2 separate regions of the Mus musculus genome follow, and region 1 is linked to region 2. A link is a contact called in public promoter capture Hi-C data. All regions are on one chromosome and are shown on one strand. The core of a region is the stretch at or near the end of the contact, and the rest is flanking DNA. Distances in the headings are between cores, read along the strand shown.

Region 1 (5,691 bases), core at 2,481-4,980, 2.1 Mb before region 2:
TCACTGGCTGGTCACCCAGGGGAACAGTTCCTTATCAGAGGCTAAGTGTTAGTCTTTGCTGCTGGCAGATTTGACACTCAGCAGCAACTGCAGAAGGCCAGCCTTGGTGAGAGCAAATCCGTATTGTTGAGCTCATACATAACTTCCATCTCTCCCATAACACTGTAAAGAAATTGCTGATATGACCACTCCATGATATTGTTAAAGTTTTAATTGTAGATGTGAGAGAACAGTCAGAGGCATCTGGAAGAGTCCAAAGCAGAGAGGAAAAGTAGACTGAATATGACCAAAAGACTGGGCATGACCAGGGTTATCTGTGGGAGAATGAAGAATAGCAGGGAATAGTGAACAGAGAAAATGTAGAATAGTAGGGGCAGTGGGGAAACCTTGTCATTATAAAGAGAACAAATGGGTATCTGGGAGGAAGGAAGCCTGGGCAGATGAGAACGCCTACGATGCTAATGTGCTAGTGTGAACTATGAAATATATAATAGGTACTTGGGAAGCTGAAGGAGCCTGGAGGCAACATGTACTTCGATATCAATTACAGGCATATGCCAATGGAGCCGTAAGTCCCTTCTGCCAGCGGTAAGGAAAATGACTCCTTCCGGCAGATGGGATCTGGTTTCAGAAGTTCTAGAGGACTCCTGCCTTTTATCTCCTAGGAATCCTCCTGTAGTCCAGAGTGAGCTCGTTTCTGGGAATTTGAACTGATGTTTGGGATTCGGGGAGTTGGGCAATGACAGGAATGGCTGGGGAAAGAGGCTGGCTGTCACAGAATGGGTCATCCTAGCTACTTAACTATTGAACTCCTTAGCTGAAGTTACCTTTTGATGAGCATTTACATGGGACACAATTGTTGGGGTGTGGTGTCCTATTTTAATCCCAGCACTTGGGAGGTAGAGGCTGGTGGATCTCTGAATTCCAGGCCAGCCTAATCTACAGAGCAAGTTCCAGGACAGTCAGGGCTACACAGAGAAACCTGTCTCAATGAAAAAAAAAAAAAATCACGCCGGACATGGTGGCACACGCCTTTAATCCCAGCACTCAGGAGGCAGAGGCAGGTGGATTTCTGATTTCGAGGCCAGCCTGGTCTTACAAAGTGAGTTCCAGGACAGCCAGGGCTTTACAGAGAAACTGTGTCTCAAAAAACAAAACAAAACAAAAAAATTCATGAGATATAATTATCTTCAATTTTTTTGTGCATTTGGAGAGAGCTATCCAAATACTTCTCCAGATGCCTTTCTCTTCAGTTTTTCTTTCAACCATGCTCTTTCCACACCCCTATCTAGCTGCTCATTGGCTGCAGACCACAATTCAGTAAACAGTGGCACATCTGGTTACTTCTTCTTATGTTGGGTTCGGGGTAGAAGCTGCGAAAACTCACTTCAGAGACAGAAGCTTAAACATGAAAGCTTTATTCTCTGAGTGCCCAGAGAAGTGGCCAGCTCAGGATGTAAACTTTGTCCTGAAGGGAGACCGTACAATGTTTTTCAAAAATGGGAACATAAATTGAGGGGGGAGCTGAGTGGGGCTGCAGTGTTATCCAGTTGTACTCTGACATTACGGGTTAAGTAAGGGAGTACCCCTTGGAGACTGGGCTGTATCCAGGGCACCTGGCTTCAAGGTTCTTAATTCATTTTCCTAGACGTTAGGTCTGGAGCTCAGAGTGGTAAGAGGACAAAGGAGTGGGTCAGCTGCGTGTAGTTAATTAGGGCATAACAGACAACTGGTTATGTGTTTTTCCAACTTATGCACCTTGGTTCAGATAACAGCGATTTCTATATTCTATATTCAGTTAAGAGACAATTAAGAAGACATTTGGAGAGAAGTGGGGTGCGTGTGTGTTCCTAAGCCTGGGAACATGAACTTGTTACACCTGGCCAATAAGATCAGTTTTCAATCAGTTTTGCAGACACAGCTTTTTTTTTTCCAGGAATTCTCATTTACACTATTTCTCTCCAATAGCACATGAAAAAATGACCATAAGGAAACTACAGCCTCATATCCAGTAAGATGACTACGATCCAAAGATAGATATTAAATGTTTGGAAACGCGTGGAACAATTGGGACTCTCTCACCTAGGTAATGTGAATATAAATGGTGCAGCTTTTTTGGAAAACAAAAAGATGCCTCAAATTATTAAACACAGACTTTCAGTATAATCAAGCAGTACACTTCTAGGAGTATACTACATATACAGGAGAATTAAAAACATGTCTACACAAAAACTTTCGGTATTTGGTCATATTGGCATTAAGCTAAGGCACAGAAAGTGTGGAAAAAAGCTTCTATATTCATTAACTGATAAATGAATACAAAAGATGTGATATCTGCATACCACGACATTGGCCAAGCAACCAAAGGCACACAATTTTGTTCTGTGCTACAAATTGTAGTAGCCTTCCATCTGGACATGATGATGCAGGCCTGTAATCTCAGAATTTAGGAGGTTGAAGCAAGAGTTCAAGGGTTCAAGTTCAGGGGTTCAAGGTCAGCCTAGGCTACATAAAACATACCAAATGGAGGAGGAAGGAAGAAGGTGAATATCACATTTGCTTGTAGAGAAAAGATGTATTCTCAAAGCTGATTAACAGAGCTGGAGATGTATATAATGACTGGGTGCGTAAAAGCTCGAGGTGTTTCAATAAATTGACTGTTTAGCAATTTACAGTCTCCTGGCTGTTAACAGTGGTCTACAGAACAAAGCAGCTAAGAAAGGCTCTTTCATTCGGAAGCCTGGTCATTGCGCTGCTGATTGGGCTGCTGTCAATGATTAGCTGGGTTTCAGAAGCTGTTGATAACTGGCTGATTTGGAAGCCCCTGAAGAGAGGCTGTCTCTGATTGGCTGATTTTCAGATACTGTGTTGGTTACCTCTAAACAATGGTTACACATTCACGAGTTGGGTCTGAAGGCAAAATTTTATTTTCCTTTAAGTATAAAAATAAGCATTTTAGTTCCTTCTCTTTTTCAAACCTGCAAGAGATACCTTGGGGATTGTTAAAATCTTTATGAGTGGAAGAAGGATTTTTTTCAGCCAGTACTATTTATAAATAATTCAAAGGCTGATCATTGTAGCAGGGAAACTAGTCTTGTGGTGTTATAATTTACCATGAAAAGATGAATTTAGGACACGTAGGACATCTTGACAAGGTCGATATGTGATGCTAAAGTAGACCTTGTATATAGTAAGCAACTCTCCACTTTATGCAGGAAGGAACTTGGGCTCTGAGATTTTTTCTGGCCCACCGACCCACAGCTGGAAACAATTCTATCCAGACTCTGAACTGCAAAGGCAGGCGTCTCCTGGGATACTGTGAGCACACTGATGCCAGTGCTCTCAACAGGCCGCATCGCTAAGGGGCCGAACGTTCCAAGGATGGATAGGCAACTGATGTGAAACAGATAACTGTAGCCAGGCAGCGGTCCAGGACACCTAGAGATAAAGCCAAATACAGACCAGAAGAAGCCTAGCCCGGCCCTCGCGGGAGCGAGACCCCGCCCCGGGCGCGTCCGCGAGCGTGGCTGTAGCTCCCGCAGAACCCTCACCGCACTGAGAGACCTTAGGGCCCGGAGGTGTGGTGTCCCGGAGCCTGCGCCTGGCGGCCCGCACCCCAAGTCCGTCTGGCTCCTCCGCAGCACGGTGCGGCGCTGGGCCGGACTCACACTGACGCCCCCGCTGCGCGCGCTCCCGCCCCGCCCCCGCGTGCCCGCGCGCGCCGACCCCGCCCCCTTGGCGCACCCTCGCTCCGCCCTGCCGCTGGCCCGCAGCGGTGCCGGCCCCAGCGACCCTCCGCGGCCCCCAGGTCCTACGCCGCCAGCCTCCATGGACTCGTTCGACCCCCAGCAGCTGGGGCTGTCCCCCGCGCGCTTCGCTGGCACCTTTGGCAGTGGGGCGGCCTCCGTCAGGTATGCCGCGTCGAGACAGCCGAGGGTGGCCCGGGATGCGCCTTGGGGCGGCTACGCCTCGGGCGGCAGGGCGTGGTCTGATATGGCTTCCTTGCGGAGGATTGTTTCAAACGGCTCTGAGAAGAACGTTTGCCCAGGGACAGGCGGCCTTCTGGAGGGACCCTGCTATGTCTGTAGCTCGACAACCCACTGCGGTTTCCGGGAAGACCCCATTGTGACATCCCCACCCCATGGACCGGTTTTCCCTTAAACCTTCCCCACCGACAGCCCACCGCTAGAGGCCCTGTGTTCACGCGAGTGGAGCTCCCGAAACTGCCGCGTAAACCCCTTTGCTCCTAGGTGTCCAGACCCTTTGCCCCAGACTGCCGCTCGATTATAGAGTTTCCAGTCCCCTGCGTGTACAGGGAACTCCGCTCACCTGTCCCTGGCCACTGCATCCAACCCCTTTCCCTTGGGGAGCACCTGTTTCAGGGGCTTGAAGGTCATTGGGGGCGCAGGAAGAAAAAGGAAACTGGATGGAGAGGGAAAAGGAGGCTCGGAACCCCCCAGAGCGGCTGACACTAGGTTCGTGATAAGGAGTGCGGGTGGACTGGAAGGGGAGTTGATATTAGGGAGTGCTGCCCTGCCCTTTTCCATACAGAAGATCTGTTTCCAATTTCTGCTCTCTGTCTTTGGGGCTGACCTTGATAGCCGTCCGGGCTTTGTTTGTGAAGGAGCTAGTATGCGGCTGCCAGAGAAACGCGGAGGTTGGAGTGGTGGAGGTGTTGCAGTAGGAGCCTATAAGAAAGGGAAGGGAGGAGTCATTGGGGTTTGGGTACTGCTAACCTGTCATTAAACCAGAAGAGGCCTTTTTTGTTTGCTTACTTGCAGCCATTTGGCAAAGCAATATGCTATTGTTCCCTTGAGTGGGGGTTGTCAACTAATATTAGAATAGCTTATCCTATTTTCTGTCTTTTTTTTTTTTTTTAATTGAGACCGGGTCTCACTGTAGACCAGGCTGACCTTGAACCCGAAAAGATCCACCTGCCTCTGCCTCCTGAATGCTGAGTCTGTGCCACCGTGTCTGGCCGGCTTTTTCTGTGTTCTTGATTGAGTGTTGTATTGTGTTCTCTCTCTCTCTCTCTCTCTCTCTCCTCTCTCATGTCTGTCTCTCTCTTCTCTCTCTCTCTGTCTGTGTGTGTGTGTTTCTTTCTAGTATTGAGGGTCAAATCCCAATACATTGCTTTTGCTGGACAAGTGCTATAGCACATCTAGCCTTGTGTTTTGTAGAGTTTTGTTGTCTTTTATCAAAACTATGAAGAATGAAAATGACTTTTTTTTTCCTAAGACAGAGACTCACTTTGTAGGCCTGACTGGTTTTGAACTCACAGATCCACTTGCTTCTCAGTGCTGGGATTAAAGATATGAGCCACTTTGCTTGGCTTCTTTTTTATTTTTAAATTGTGTCTGTGTTTGTGTGTGTAGATGCATGTATTGTGTGTGTGTATGTGTTTTATGTGTGTGTATTGTGTGTGTATATATGTAGTGTGTATGTATATGTGAGAGAGAGAGACTCACTGTGCTTGCCACTGGGAGTATGAAGGTCAGAGGACACCTTGCCAGGAGTCTTTTCTTCCCTTTCTCCTATGTGGGTCACCAGGATTGGACTCAGCCAGGTCTCTTGGCAGCCAAGTGCCTTTACCCACTGAGCCATTCTGCAGGCCCCAAAACTAATTCTCATTCTTCATTTCTCAGGACTCCTTCATATACTCTGGCAATGTGTTTATTGAATGACTAAGCC
Region 2 (5,627 bases), core at 1,453-3,952:
TATATAGAGAAACCCTGTTTCAAAAAACAAAACAAAACAAAAAAACCAAACCTAATTTTGAGCTGGAGAGATAGCTCAGTGGTTAAGAGAACTGACTGTTTTCCAGAGGACCCAAGTTCAATTCCCAGCACGGCTCAGAACTCCCTGTAACTCTGATTTCAGGGACCCAGTGCCCTCTGGTCATCTCCTTGGGAACTATGCATGCACATGATGCACAGACACACATACAAGCAAAACACCCATACAGATAAAATAAAACTTTTTTAAAATTAAAGCTCAATTTTGTTAATTCAAAGGCGGTTATATCGTGCTTACTATCTTAAAGAACAAAATTCATTCACTCATTTATTCAAATGAACCCTACTTACTTCCAAAAAGCAAGAGGGGTCACTTAGAGTTCTTGGAAAAAATGTTTATAATAAGTTGGAATGTTTGTTTTTAGTGTCAATTTAAGAAATCGACCATTTTAGCTGGGCGGTGGTGGCCCATGCCTTTAATCCCAGCACTTGGGAGGCAGAGGCAGGCAAATTTCTGAATTCGAGGCCAGGCTGGTCTACAGAGTGAGTTCCAGGACAGCCAGGGCTGCACAGAGAAACCCTGTCTCGAAAAACCAAAAACCAAAAATTAAAAAAATCGACCATTTTAAAAGCCGGGTTTGTTCTCAGGGTTCACACATCTTAGTCACAGATGAAGTCACCAGACTGGCTTCATTTTTATGCACTTTCAAACTTCTCCTTCATCCTCTTTCCCTATCTGACCCTCCCTAGGGACACTGTGTGCCCCTTATACAGCTCGGTCGCCCCCTTTCCCTCCTCCCCCCACACCGTGGTCCAAATCAGGGGCCAAGCAGAGAGGAAAGACTGGGACTCCTGAAACACGTTCTCAGCAGCTCCAATTCAGGTAGAAAAAAATTGAGAAACTTTCATTCTTTCTCAGCGTGCATTTTAAGCCTTTCTACGGTTGTCTATGTCTGTCAGCTACAGAACTTCATCACACGTTTTCAAAACTTAGAAAATAAAGCATAGCAGGGCAGTGGTGGCACTCGCTCACCTTTAATCCCAGCACTTGGGAGGCAGAAGCAGGCGGATTTCTGAGTTCAAGGCCAGGCTGGTCTACAGAGTGAGTTCCAGGACAGCCAGGGCTACACGGAGAAGCCCTGTCTCGAAAACAAACAAACAAACAAACAAACAAAAACAAAAAGAAAATAAAGCATAGATTTAAAAATATCAAACAAAAGCTTTGGTTCCTATCACTCTTCCCATGCTTATGACAGTCACAGCCTCCAAAATGACGCGTGGCCTGCTAGGGCTAGTAGCAAAAGTATACCCGACTTTCAGCGGATTATTAAGAACAGTCCTGGCAGAAAGGCTGAGGAACTTTTGAGGGTTTAGTAATGGAGAATAGAGTGGTCTCAGTTCTTAGCTCGTTTTTTGGCTGTTGATGTTTGTTGCAAATTGTCACGTTGCCTCAAACTACAAATTGCTTATGTAATTTAATGTGCAAGGAAAGAATTGTTTAAAAAAGAAAAAGAAAAGAAAAGGAAAGAAAAGAAAAAAAAGCTCATTTGAGCAAATGAACTTTGAGAGGAAAAATGAGGTTTGTAGCTAAACCATAAACCAAACTTTCCTTAAAAGACAAACTTTAGTCTACCAGATTCAAGATCAAAGAGACAAAATTACACTCCGAATAGAAACAGATCTTTTAGGGCAGGAGCAATACCTGAAGGAACAATACCTGAAATGTGCTTGCTTATAGTAGTCTTCCAACCCCTCCTGCGTCTATTTCTTTTTGGAAAAACCTTGTTTTGTTTTCCCCCCAGCAGCTTCTTTACAAAGTGCCTCAGTGTCATCTGTTGGAGGAACCTGCCATACTTGTTTGCGCTAATCAATCCAGCATGTCAAATTGAACCGCTTGTGAGAGCACTTGTGGTCTGAGCACTTGTTTGTGCTACCCAAACAAAAAAGATTCCGCTCCACAGTAATAATAGTGAAAGGACCGTATCGTCCCCCTCGGCTTTTTGCAGGCTTCTTACACTCACAGACAGGCTGTCCCTACAAAGGAGGGCTAACACAATGTTCAGCAGAGCCCAGGGGAGAAGCCAGAACTAGTCTTTCCCTGGCGGGACACCTAGCCTCCAAGCAACGCCACGCGCTAACGGTGACATCCAACTTTTGCAGCTACTTATTGGTTCACGGCGTGGAATTACCTTGGAATCCTCGGTCTATGATTCGCAGAAACCCCGCCAAAGCTCGGCAAGGCTAGACAGTGTTGAGGGTAAAGTTCTTGGTGCATGCCACGCCAGACCTGAGTTGCATTTCTTAAAGGCTCAAACTTCGCTGCTCCCAGAGCGCCCAACCGGGCTTGAGGTCTTTCTCTGTGGTAATGGGAAGCTCTCGGTTCCCATCGGTTCTACTAAGACGTGCACCCCAAGACCCGGCTAGGGAGCCCCCATAACCCTCTACGGCTCGCTGGAATGAGTAGCAGCTCCCGGAGACCCTGCAACCTGCACTCACCTCCACTCCAGAGCGCGGGTAGCAGCAGCAGCCCCAGTAGCAGTGGGGCCAGAACCATCGCGGGGCCGCGGATCTGGCAGTTCTCTCCGGACAGATGCACGTATCCACCAACGTCCCAAACTCGCCAGTCGCCGAGGGCGCGTGCGAAGCGCCTCAGTCCCGGCCGCCCGGGCAGCAGGCGCCAGAGTGGCAGTGCGGAGTTGGGGATCGCAGGAGTCCTAAGTTAGAAGAGGCGGGCCCAGGGCTCAGGCCCGGGAGGGGCCAGCAGGTTGGAGTGGACAGGGGCGGGAAGGGGGAAGGGCAAAGAGAGCAAAGAAGGATGGAACTGGAGGAGGGGGCGGGAAGGGGAGGATCCAAGGACAAGCCCTAGGGAGGGTGGAGGGGCGGGGCAGAATGGAACTTGGGTCAACTCCAGCAGGTTAACCCCTGGCTTGAGTGTGTAGGAAATCTGGAAGGGAGGTGCTGGAGGAGATGGAACAGAGCTAAGGAGGGCCACCATCTTGAGCTAAAAGGACCGAGAGACGGAGAGGAAGGGGAGGGGGCTAAGAAAGAAAATAATCGGGAGGATGATCTCTGGCTACTTGGTTACATCAGAGGAATCTCACTCTGTATGGGTAGGTAGAAGGGATTGGAAAGGGTAGAGGCCGAATTTAGTGGAGAGCGACGGATGCAACTCCAAGACCTTTAAAGGTTAGTGGGTCCAGCTGCTTTGGAGGGGCAGCGATTCTGCAGTTCAGGCTCTACTGGCATAAGAGGTCCTAGCAGCTGCATTCCAGAGGCTGTGGCCGCCGTGGCAGCACACCCTGCTTGCCAGGTCCTCCCCCTGGCTACTGAAACGGAGTGCAAGAGCGGACCCTGGCGTCAAGATCTTGCAACCTCCACCCCAGAGGTTAGCTCGGGGAGAACTAAGCCGAATCCTGTAAGGAAAGAGTTTGAAACAGGGATGGAAGAAAGTGCTGTTACAGGAAAGGGTGGGAGGCCCAAACCACGGCATCAGATTGTGAATCTCAAAGAAACGGAAGGCGTATGAGGCTTTCTTAAAGGAAATAGAATGATTTGTTTTTCTTTGGAGATAAGATCACATTAGAGCCCAGAGTAAACCACCCTGATAAATTTAAAGTATTTATTACTGAAACTGAGGACAGACCCATACGCACTGTGATACAATAAGCTCCTTGCATCTCTAGCCCTGCAGGAGGACATCAAACCAGAAGCGCTGGATTAAACAGACCCTTGATTGGTGCTTGATGTGAAAGAGCCCAGTTTACTGTGGATGGTGCCATTCCCGGGTAGGTCATTCAGGGATGCATAAGAAAGCAAGCTGAGCAAGCCAGTAAGCAGTTCCTCTATGGTTTGTGCTTAAGTTCTGGCCTCCAGGTTCCTGCCTCGAATTCCTGTTCTGACTTTCCTTCATGATGCATTTCAACTGTAAGCTGAAATAAATTCCCAAGTAGCTTTTGGTCATCACAACAATAGAAATCTACGTAGGACAGACAGGGTCTTGCTATGCTACCTAGGCTGGACTTGAATTCCTGGTTGTGCAAATATTCCAGCCTTCTTAGTAGCTAGAACTGCACGTGTGTGCCACTAGGACTTGCTTAAATCTCACTTTTTTTTTTTCTTTTAAAGGCAAGGTCTAACTATTTAGCCCTAGCTGGAATGGAATTCACTATGTAAACCAGACTGGCCTCAAACTCACAGAGATCTATCTGCTCTGACTTCCATGTGCTAGATAGAATTAAAGGTGTGTGCTACCATGTTCAACACAAATGTGACTTTTTTTCTTTCTGGTTAATTACTTTAGTTTTATGTGTATGGGTGTTTTGACTGCATTCATGTGTATGCTGGGGTACCCATGGAGGTCTGAAGAGGGTGTTGGGTCTCCTAGAATGTAGTTGCAGATACTTGTGAGCTACCAGTTGGGTACTGTGAATTTAACACTGGTCCTCTGCAAGAGCAACAAGTGCTCTTAAGCACTGAGCCAACTTTCCAGCCGCAAATCTGTCTTTGTTAATGGGGCCTCCCTTGTACAGTACTGTTTTATAGGCTACTACCAATGCAGTAGGAATGAAGCACTGGCCATTTTATTAGATTCATAGATTTGGACAGAGGAAATGGATTGTCTTTTCTCTGTGGCCTCTCTGTCTGTGACCTTGAGTATCTAGCACCTGGAGTGACCCCAGCGGGAAGGGACCTGAGAATCTGTGGCCTGGCTTTGTACATCTGCAGTACTGGAACACAGCCATCATAGGCAATATTATCTCTGTGGTTTTGTGCTGAAGTGGCAGAGCAGAATAGTCGTTACAGAGATTGTATGGTTCACAAAGCCATATAATCCAGCCCTTTACATAACCAGCCAAGCCCTGAACTAAAGGTTAGTTCATTTACATAGCTGCTGCCTGCACTGGCATGATTTGGAGACAAGGACTTTGGACCAAAGGATCTAGACAAGCTTAGAGGAAGTCTGGCATGGGAGCTCAGAGCTCCAAGAGTGAGCAATCCAGTGAGCAAGGTAGACCGCTGCTGTGTGGTGCTGAGTGACCTAGCCAGAGGTCAAGTGGCTCTCAGGGTGAAAGCAATGTCAAGCCATACTTGAAGCCGCACACCATAAACTCTTCATGAGAGATGTGTCAAAGAGCTTGCAGTTATGCTTGCACACCTCCACAAACATGCAAACAGAGCTAAAATTTAAAAGCTGCATGCCGGCATATAGCGTTACTTACTATACATCCAAATGAAATTGTAATTTTATCACTGCATTTCTTTTTACCAAACTATGTGAAGAGAAATGTGAGAAAAAATAGAATCAGACTCTATTTTCTATATCTATTTCCATGTTTGTAGAGTACCCAGTGGACAGCATTCATGCAATTTTAGCAGGGCAACAATGACCTGGAACCCATATCTCAGTGACACTCTGTAGCCTAGAGCTTTAGAGCTACTGTTGTTTCTTCATTATTATTGTTGTTTGTTTTTTGGGGGGGTTTTTTGTTTTGTTTTTTTGATTTTTCAACAAAGCATTTCTCTGTGCAGATCTGGCTGTCCTGGAACTGGCTCTGTAGACTAGGCTAGCCTCGAACTCAGAGATCCACCTGTCCCTGCCTCCCAAGTACT

The links. Promoter capture Hi-C pulls out the DNA fragments that hold promoters and counts their contacts.
Region 1: a promoter capture Hi-C map of liver shows a contact between it and region 2, with 8 times the contacts expected there. The contact joins the promoter of 4930402H24Rik here to the promoter of Mertk in region 2. A contact is called at or near these places in 1 of 39 promoter capture datasets (liver) and 1 of 115 datasets of contacts at active chromatin or transcription factors (astrocytes).

The regions. Positions count from the first base shown.
Region 1 is chr2:130,838,184-130,843,874 of GRCm38.p6, reverse strand. It overlaps 4930402H24Rik (RIKEN cDNA 4930402H24 gene), which reads left to right and starts at 3,730. Exons shown (of 37, transcript NM_029432.2): 1 at 3,730-3,911. The coding sequence starts at 3,829.
Region 2 is chr2:128,695,990-128,701,616 of GRCm38.p6, reverse strand. Mertk (MER proto-oncogene tyrosine kinase) reads right to left here and starts at 2,702. Exons shown (of 19, transcript NM_008587.2): 1 at 2,514-2,702. The coding sequence starts at 2,571. It overlaps Gm39931 (a long non-coding RNA gene), which reads left to right and starts at 3,115. Exons shown (of 5, transcript XR_001783466.2): 1 at 3,115-3,203; 2 at 3,701-3,802.